Regions from separate parts of the Mus musculus genome. Here region 2 is linked to region 1. Evidence: chromatin contacts called from public Micro-C data. All regions are on one chromosome and are shown on one strand. The core of a region is the stretch at or near the end of the contact, and the rest is flanking DNA. Distances in the headings are between cores, read along the strand shown. Region 1 overlaps 5730522E02Rik (RIKEN cDNA 5730522E02 gene). Region 2 holds the start of Vrk2 (vaccinia related kinase 2).

Region 1 (4,195 bases), core at 729-3,228:
TTTAAAAGACATGATTTTAGTTTTTTAAAAGGTATGTGTATGTGAGGGTATGCCTGGTATGTGCAGTTGCCCACGGAGGTCAGGAGCAGTTGGCAGATCTGGAGTTGGAAGTTGTTGTGAGATTGTGAGATGTGCTGGGACCCCCCCCCCCCCCCCGCCCTGTTTCAACAGCAGCAAAGGCTCTAACCCCTGAGGGGGCTCATTGGTCTAAAGAGAAAAAACTCCAATTACTTGAGAGCAGGAAGCTTCAGTTCTTCATCTCTCCATTTTAACAGAATTATTTCAATTGAAAATAGAAAAAGTGACAAAGGGAGAGAAAAAATACCTAAATGAGAAGATTTCTACAGTCTCTAACACCACAAAATGGTCTGGTGGGCAAAGCACCCAGCTGGCTAGCTCACTCTTTTGCTTTGAGTAGATTGTCAAAGGCTCTGTTTCAGTGAGTCTGACCTGGGGTTAAGGTCTGGACACTCTTTCCTTACCCCTGCTGTCCCTTCTTACTTCCCCTTGTCACTGTCACATTGGCTAGACCCATCCCTTTACCGCACAATTGTCATCTTTTACACCTGGAGGAATATCCCTTTCTTCTCAGCTGAAAGATGAAAAGTAGAAATATGAATCTGGAGGCTCTCTCTTGCTTCTGCTTCACCAGGAACGCATGCCCCTTAAGATGTAGTATCTTTTTAAAACTGCCATTCCTTTGAGTAAATAGTACTAATTCCAACACTTTTAAAAGAGGGGGAGATCTATCTGTGAATATAAATGAAGCAACAAATTCCACAACTAAAGATCTCGGGAGATTAAGGTCTAAATCAGAGGCACAGATGCAGATAAAATAATTGTATCATGAATGAAAATGTTACACAGTAAACTTCTAGAAAAACCAACCCCCACCTCCTTTTTTGAAGATAAAACTGCATAAAAATTGCTGCTATGGGTGAAGAAATAAAGTATGTTTTTAGTTTTCATTCCAGGGAGAAGATGAGATTCATTTTTATACCAGTTCCACAAAGGCTGACTAGCAACCTGCTTAGAATACAATAGACAGGATTTAAATTTTCTGTGCCTTTACATGGCTTGCTCATTTGCATGCTAGGCCCCAGAATGCTCTTCTCTCTCTGCCATTTCACAGAATCACTACGATCTGAGTGCTGGGAGCAAACTGCAAGGTTCAAGGGTGCTTGTGAGTTCAGCACAAAGCTCTTTTATCAGTGTGTTCGCAAGGGAAAATGTAGTCCCTTTCCCACCTCATTGGGCAACTTTTCCTTTGAGGGGCAGCTTCAAATATCTCCTCCCCAGAAACACCTCCTCAGCCCCGAAAGGGCTGTCGATGCCTCCACAAACTCGCCATGGGGACTACTAATGAAGAGATGAAATTAGTGTTGCCCTGGAAGGATTTTTGAAAAAGGTTCACTCCATCGGTTTGCATCCTGGTGTCATTTTCTCAAATTTCTTCATTTAAAAGATTACAAGTGGCTGTTATTCAAGCTCATAGGAAACTCCAACGGAGACACTGAAGGAAGAAAAAAAAAAGCTATCAATAGTTTACATTCAAATCCATTTCAGGATGATTAAAGTTTATGGAAATGTCCCAAATATCCAGATCAGTGATTAATAATTGAAAAGAAGAGAAAGAATAAACTTAAGACATTCTCTAGCTCGAAGAGAAAATATGAATCCAGTCGAATGATTGCAATCGGGTTTTAATGCCTAGACAACACATTCTCATCATAAAAAGACATACTGTATGTAACGAGAAATGTTCCCTCAGTGCAACATAAAGATCTTAGACAGGATGCTCTTAGTCAAAATAATAAAAGGACTATATTCATCAACAGATTTAAAACTGCAGGTTATCCTCATCACTGAGAGACAAGTGCTCCAAGGAACTGGAATGGAAAGGGATGGCGTTCCTATGTAAATAAGAGGGCGTGGTGCTGGAGAGGCGCTTTCTCCAGAGTTGCAAGAGCCCTCACAGCAGGAAATGTTTTATTGTAATGCAAATGTATTTGATTCCGCCCACCCCCCAAAATCCCCTGTCACTGTGTTCCTGTCTGAAGGATCATCACGGTATTTGCGGTTCTATTAAGCACCATTTTATATTAGCCTAATTTATGTAACCTGCCTAATAGGAATCGGAAACGTTACAGTTATTTTACTGGATCCAATTAGTATTTCATTGTTTTAGCCTGAACACAATATTGTACAATAGTCCTCAATACTCAGCTAAATGAGATAGGATGTACTCCACATAATACAATAAATGGAAGCATATGTTTTAAGCTAATTAAAACGCAGTTAAAACCTGCCTGAACTGAAAGCAATTGCATCCTTTAATATCTGGTGAGTGACTATTTTTTTTTTAATCTAATAATGAAATGTCATATCAGGGTGAACTTAAGGAAGGAAAAAAATACCAAAAGTTAAGTACTGAAAATAAGTGGACTAAATTACTAGCGGATTGTTTCCTGGAAACGCATTTCTCTTTGTACCTGTCACACAGCAATGGAGAGTGAATTCTTCTCAAGTTAAATACACAAATTCAAAAAACTGTGTAAACAATCACTGGTATAAATATCCCCAATCAGGCTAGTGTGAGGCTTTAAGCATTCCAACATATAAAAATAGTTTATCAGATTTTTTTTAACATCTGTTCGCTTTTATGAAATATATCAAGTACTCTATGTTCTGTGTATCAGAAATACTATATTTAGCAAAAACACTACACATCAAGAAAAAAATTTCAACAAGGATATTGCAAATGTGGCAAAATTATCAACATCAGTAGATATGAGGCTGGCATGAAAAAAAAAATGATCTGTTCTATCAAAATGTGAAAACAGTGATAGCAAGCACCAAGCATGGGGCTCCTAGCCGCATAAACCCCTCACAGATGTCTTCACACTGCAGGAACACACTTCTGCTTTAAGTTCCCAATGTTCTTATTGAGCTCATTTGCATTATTGTACAGACCCCTCTCTCCTCTGGGAACCACAGGCACCGCCTAAATACAAGTAGGGAATCTCTACTTCTAGCCAAGCCAAGAAGAGAAGATGCTGACACCTGACCCAATTAACAGCACATTTCTTCCTTAGTTTTATATTCTCAACCCCATTTCAATGAACAGAAAACAGAACTCACAGGTTTGCCAAGACATAACTTTCAGGAAAAAGAATGAGAAGGGTTTTTTGAATAGTAAAGGACAACCAAAATTTGAATTCTTAGCAAAATATCAAATGCAATATTTTTTCTGGGGAAAAAATTTTTTTTCATACTTGATAATGGTATAAAACATCACTGTAGCAAGCTCTCAGACGCCCTTGATTTTCCGCCGTGATATTATGATGGCTGCACCAAACTGAAGAGTGTGCTTCATGTTATTCCTTTTCACTTTGCTGTTAACTCCATAACAGCTGGCACCAAATACAACCACTTGTGATATAATGAGCTTGTGTAATGCTAGTAATTACAGAGTTAAGTTGGATAAATTCTTGGAGTACAAGAGAAGTATGTTTTCTGCCTGACAATAAATTAAAGGTGACACTCTAATTTAAAATTGCCTACAATCATATATAAAAATCAACAACAAAAAAATACTATGATTGAAACCACAGCTCAAAATTTGCCACGTTTGACTATATCCATCTCATATTTGTTTATGATACCTGTCATTTCCATCTATTATTTAAACACTTTTTATGTATTTCTGAATTATGAAGTATGTTTGTGATAATCATACTTATGAATTTGAAAGCTCAAGTCATGAATGTTACATGTTTTGCTTTCCTTGTCAATAAATATATTTGAACAGAAGCCAGGTAACCAAACCATAATATTCGATAAAGATACCAACAGGACTGTGTACTTTGAGGAAAACACCAGACCAGGTTTTGCTTAGATGTTCTTGGCAACCACATAAACATTACCTCTCTTCCAGCAAAACCCACGTATACCAAAGAACTATTTTTCTTTAGTTAATATTTTAAATATATAAATTGTGTACTTTGGAGCCTACATTATGAGTCATAAAAAAATGGAATTCAGGCAGCAGCTGCAAGTAGAGACTCAAACATTCAGGAGCTTGGGCTTGGTTTGTCAAAAAACACCCAATGCAAATTATATAAGGGGTCTTAGAGACATGACAGTAGGACCCCTCTCAACACAAACAAAGCAACTATTGAAACTTCAGTGAGAA
Region 2 (4,195 bases), core at 693-3,192, 490 kb after region 1:
TGGGTTCAGTTCCCAGTGCCCACATGGCAGCTTATAACTCTCTGTAACTCGAGCTCTGGGGCCTGATATATTTGACCTCTTCAACTGGCACCTGTATACACACACACAAAATTAAAAATTAAAAATAAATTTCTTAAAAATTAAAAATATCTACTGTGTTTCATTTAAATCAATACTTCAAAATTTCATGTAGGAGTTTATTAATATTTAGCAACACTATAGAATGTAATTAATTATCATTGTATAGAAATTAGCAAATGAGTAACGCGATTAATATATAATTAATAAATATTAGAAAAAATGCTTGAAATTAGATGTGAAAGTAACCATGGTCTTCTTAGTATTTCTAGACTAAAACAAAAACAAAAACAAATAAACAAAACCATGGTAAAGCAACTTTGGAATTACTTCATATAGTTTACAATCCACCTGAAAGGGGAGTCAGGGCAGGAACTCAAAGCAGCAATTGCAGGCAGGTACTGAAGCCACCATGGCAGACCCCCCTGCTCAATAGCTTGTCCTGCTCCGAACTGGATCAACCAGCTTGGCTTTCTTAAACAAACCAGGCCCAAGGGTGGCACTGCTGGCCTGGGCCCTCCCCCATCTATCACTCCAACAGATCCGCATCTGCCCCTGAGTAAATCTAATGGAGGTATTTTGCCACTTGAATTAAATTTCTGTGGCCTTCTTCTGGAATGTGGGATTCCTGTTATCTGTAGAGCTGTAATCTCTAAGGCAAAGCTGTTCTCACATTGATGGGAGTGGGTAAGAGGGAGGGTCAGAAAACCAGAGAGCCTGAACTAGTCAGTGTCCTGATAGGACAGGTTAGCTTGTCATGGAAATCCTTGCTCGTGGAAGTCATTCGCAGGTGTTTTGCTTGGTGGTGGTAAGACACTACCAAAGGTCAGATGCGACCTTTGAATTTAAAGCTGTACCCTTCCCCAGCCACTAACAGCCTCACATTAATCTCAACATTCAACATTTGTCCCTCTTCCCAGATGGCCCTGCATGGAGACAAGTTGATAACAACAGCAAAATCTAACCAGGACAAATGCTTTCGTGAAAATTATTCAAAAATACTGACAGGGTACAAAACGTTTCTCTTAAGCTACCCATCTATGCTTAAGTAGTTTTCCCTCCTTCGCTTACTGAACCCAGTGCCTCCGAGGCGGCTGAAACTCCACTCCAGTGGGCTGAACAGAGCCCGGAGGAGAGCGGGAAATCTAAACCAGGAACAACTGGGCCACCGAATTGAAGGAGGTTGTGATTCACCGGGTTCCCTCAACAGGGCGGTATGTTGGACACACGCGCCAAAGTTGCTGGCTAAAGTTGGCAAGTCTTCCTAGAACAACTTCTAAGCGGGGCAGCTAAAAGTTTGGGGACTCGGTGCTTCCGGGGTGACGCTCGCCCGGTTCAAACGCTCCCTCCCGGCCTTGAGCGGCGACCCCGTCCCGGGGATGGCAGTCCGGAGCTGTGCAGAAGCGCCGGCCGGTTTCCGGGATGAGTCGGTACCGGGTGCGGGGGCTGAAGCTGGGCCTGCAGCGGGCCGGGACAACGCCGCGGCCGCCCGCCGGGCACTGAGCGTCGGAGCCGGGGTGGAGGGAAGACTGACCTGCCGCCGGAGTCCCCACAGCGCTGGTCTCCTAAGGCCTCGCAGCCAGGTGGGCCTCTCCGGGCTCCTCCCAGGGGCCGGGCGAGCCTGTGGGCCGCCTCCCGGCAGCCAGCCCTGGGAGCCCCAGAGTCTGGCGGAGGCCGCCCAGTGGCAGAGGCCGCCCAGTGGCAGAGGCTGCAGCGGTGGAGGGGCGGTACCGAGAGAGAGGGTTAGAGTTTCCAAGCACCGGACCCTGCCAAGGCCTGTCTGAAGAGCCTGCAGATTAACCTGGGGGTAGTAAACTGGGCCAGCGCTTACAGAAGAACTGAACCCTTCCTGTACCAGTTCTGAGTACCAACCCCTTTCAAATTGCTCAGATCCTTACCAACAGCTCGCCCAGCCTCTAGGCATACCCAGACAGCCTTGTAACTGGGAGGGCCTGTATCTATCTGGGTGTGTCACTTGCAAGTGACTGCCCTAGGCCTAGTTCTGTCATTTAATACTTGGATAATGTTTAAAACGAAAGTTACTACATTTCTACGTTCCCATCTGTAAAATGGAAAACATAAGTTATTGAGTTTTAAGGTTACTATGACAGCTGAGAGAAATATGTTAAGTATATAGAAATTCTTTAAGGATACACAACTTACATTTTAGAGCAAACAAACAAATCTTTATAAAAAAGACTGTTCAAACAGCACTTTAGTTTCTTACCTAAAAACACTCAATAATTGTCCAGATGCAAATACTGAAAGAAAAACAGCCATTTTCTCTGCGAAGGCTAAAGTTATGTTTTAAGTTTTAGTTACTATACTTTAAGAGACCTATAAAACAGCCTGTCAGTGGTGGCACAAGCCTTTAATCCCAGCACTTGGGAGGCAGAGGCAGGTGGATTTCTGAGTTCGAGGCCAGCCTGAGTTCCAGGACAGCCAGGCTACACAGAGAAACCCTGTCTCGAAAAAAAAAAAAAAAAAAAAAAAAAAAAAAAGGAGAGAGAGACCTATAAAACAAACAAACAAACAAACAAACAAATCTCTAATTTGTAAGTCCCACTTGCTCAAGGTAACTTCTAGGAATGCTGGAGGCTGTTGTTCAAGAAAGATAACAAGCTTGCCCAAACTGCACAAGATCTGCTTAGTCACATGTAGGTGGGAAGTAAATGGGCAGGAAGAATGTTTGCCCTTGATTCCACAAAGGCAGAAAGTGCATACCCTTGTGGGATTTGCCTTCATAAGCCCCTGACAAATGCAATATGGTGCCATACTCTGGAATTCCTGGTGTAGACTTGGCCTGTGTCCATCATTCCTGGCCAGTATTTAATAAAGCTTGATTCAAGAGTGACTCAAATATCATGGTAGTAGCTTTATTCTTGCCTGATGGTATTAATTCTATTTGCTAAATTTGGTGTAATAAGGAAATAGGATTTTACCAAACTCCAAAAATGGTAAACAGCATGAGACTATTTCTTAAAAGAACGGCATGATTTGGGTATAAAAACATTTTTAAAATGAATTTTGTAGACAGGGGTGTAGCTTTATCGGTAGTGTCCCTCTGACCTGTAGGAAGCCCTCAATAAAATCCCCAGCATCACAGTCAGCTATTGAATGGATCCCAGGGTCCCCAATGGAGGAGCTAGAGAAAGCACCCAAGGAGCTAAAGGGAACTGCAACCCTATAGGTGGAACAACATTATGAACTAACCAGTACCCCGGAGCTCTTGTCTCTAGCTGCATATGTATCAAAAGATGGCCTAGTTGGCCATCACTGGAAAGAGAGGCCCATTGGACTTGCAAACTTTATATGCCCCAGTACAGGGGAATGCCAGGGCCAAAAAGGGGGAGTGGGTGGGTAGGGGAGTGGGGGGTGGGTATGGGGGACTTTTGGGATAGCATTGGAAATGTAAATGAGGAAAATACCTAATAAAAAATTTTTAAAAAATCCCCAGCATATAAAACAGCTCCATAGCACAGGCCTATGACCCAAAAACTTTTGAGGTGGAACACAAGGAAAGAGCTGAAGGTTATGGTCATCTTTCCTACATAGGAAGTTACTGTGTACAGAGAGTAAGGTGGATATGACAGGAACAGAGACAAGTGAGTCACTGAAGCTCATTGACCTACCACCCTTGATTTAGAGATGATACTCAGGTTCAGTGAGAGATCCTGTCTCAAATACACACACACACACACACACACACACACACACAGAGAGAGAGAGAGAGAGAGAGAGAGAGAGAGAGAGAACTAGAAAGATATCCAGTGTTGGAAAGGATGCAGAGGAAATGGAGTTTCATTCTACTGCTTATCCAGACAATTTGTCAGGCTCTGACTTAGCATATCCCATCTTGTCCATAGGAAACATATTCTAAGATTCCCAGGGAATATCTGAAACTCTAGATAGAACCAAACCTTACATATTCTGTAATACGTTTCTTTTTTAAGGTAAGGTCATCCTTGAGGCAAAATAACTTTTATTTTATCTGTAAAGAATTTTACTTATAAATTAGACATAGTCAGGTGTTAACCATAACTAATAATAGGTCAGTAATAAAGATAAATTACAAGGGATTTTATCATATGTGAATATGAATACATTAGTACATTTC

What was found. Hi-C and Micro-C count contacts between places; a contact is called where the count stands out from the background.
Region 2: a Micro-C map of embryonic stem cells shows a contact between it and region 1, with 4 times the contacts expected there. The contact joins the promoter of Vrk2 here to the enhancer-like site in region 1. A contact is called at or near these places in 1 of 39 promoter capture datasets (cranial neural crest) and 2 of 484 Hi-C or Micro-C datasets (cerebral cortex and embryonic stem cells).

The regions. Positions count from the first base shown.
Region 1 is chr11:26,101,938-26,106,132 of GRCm38.p6, forward strand. All of the region lies in intron 1 of 5730522E02Rik (RIKEN cDNA 5730522E02 gene), which reads right to left. Among named protein-coding and RNA genes, the nearest start is that of Mir6372, 98 kb to the right of the region's middle. Within about 2 kb of position 1,979, at least 27 of the 459 cell types and tissues checked have an H3K27ac peak or open chromatin away from gene starts, as enhancers often do. A contact at or near this core is called in embryonic stem cells, where this site is marked.
Region 2 is chr11:26,591,978-26,596,172 of GRCm38.p6, forward strand. It overlaps Vrk2 (vaccinia related kinase 2), which reads right to left and starts at 1,943. Exons shown (of 13, transcript NM_027260.3): 1 at 1,613-1,943.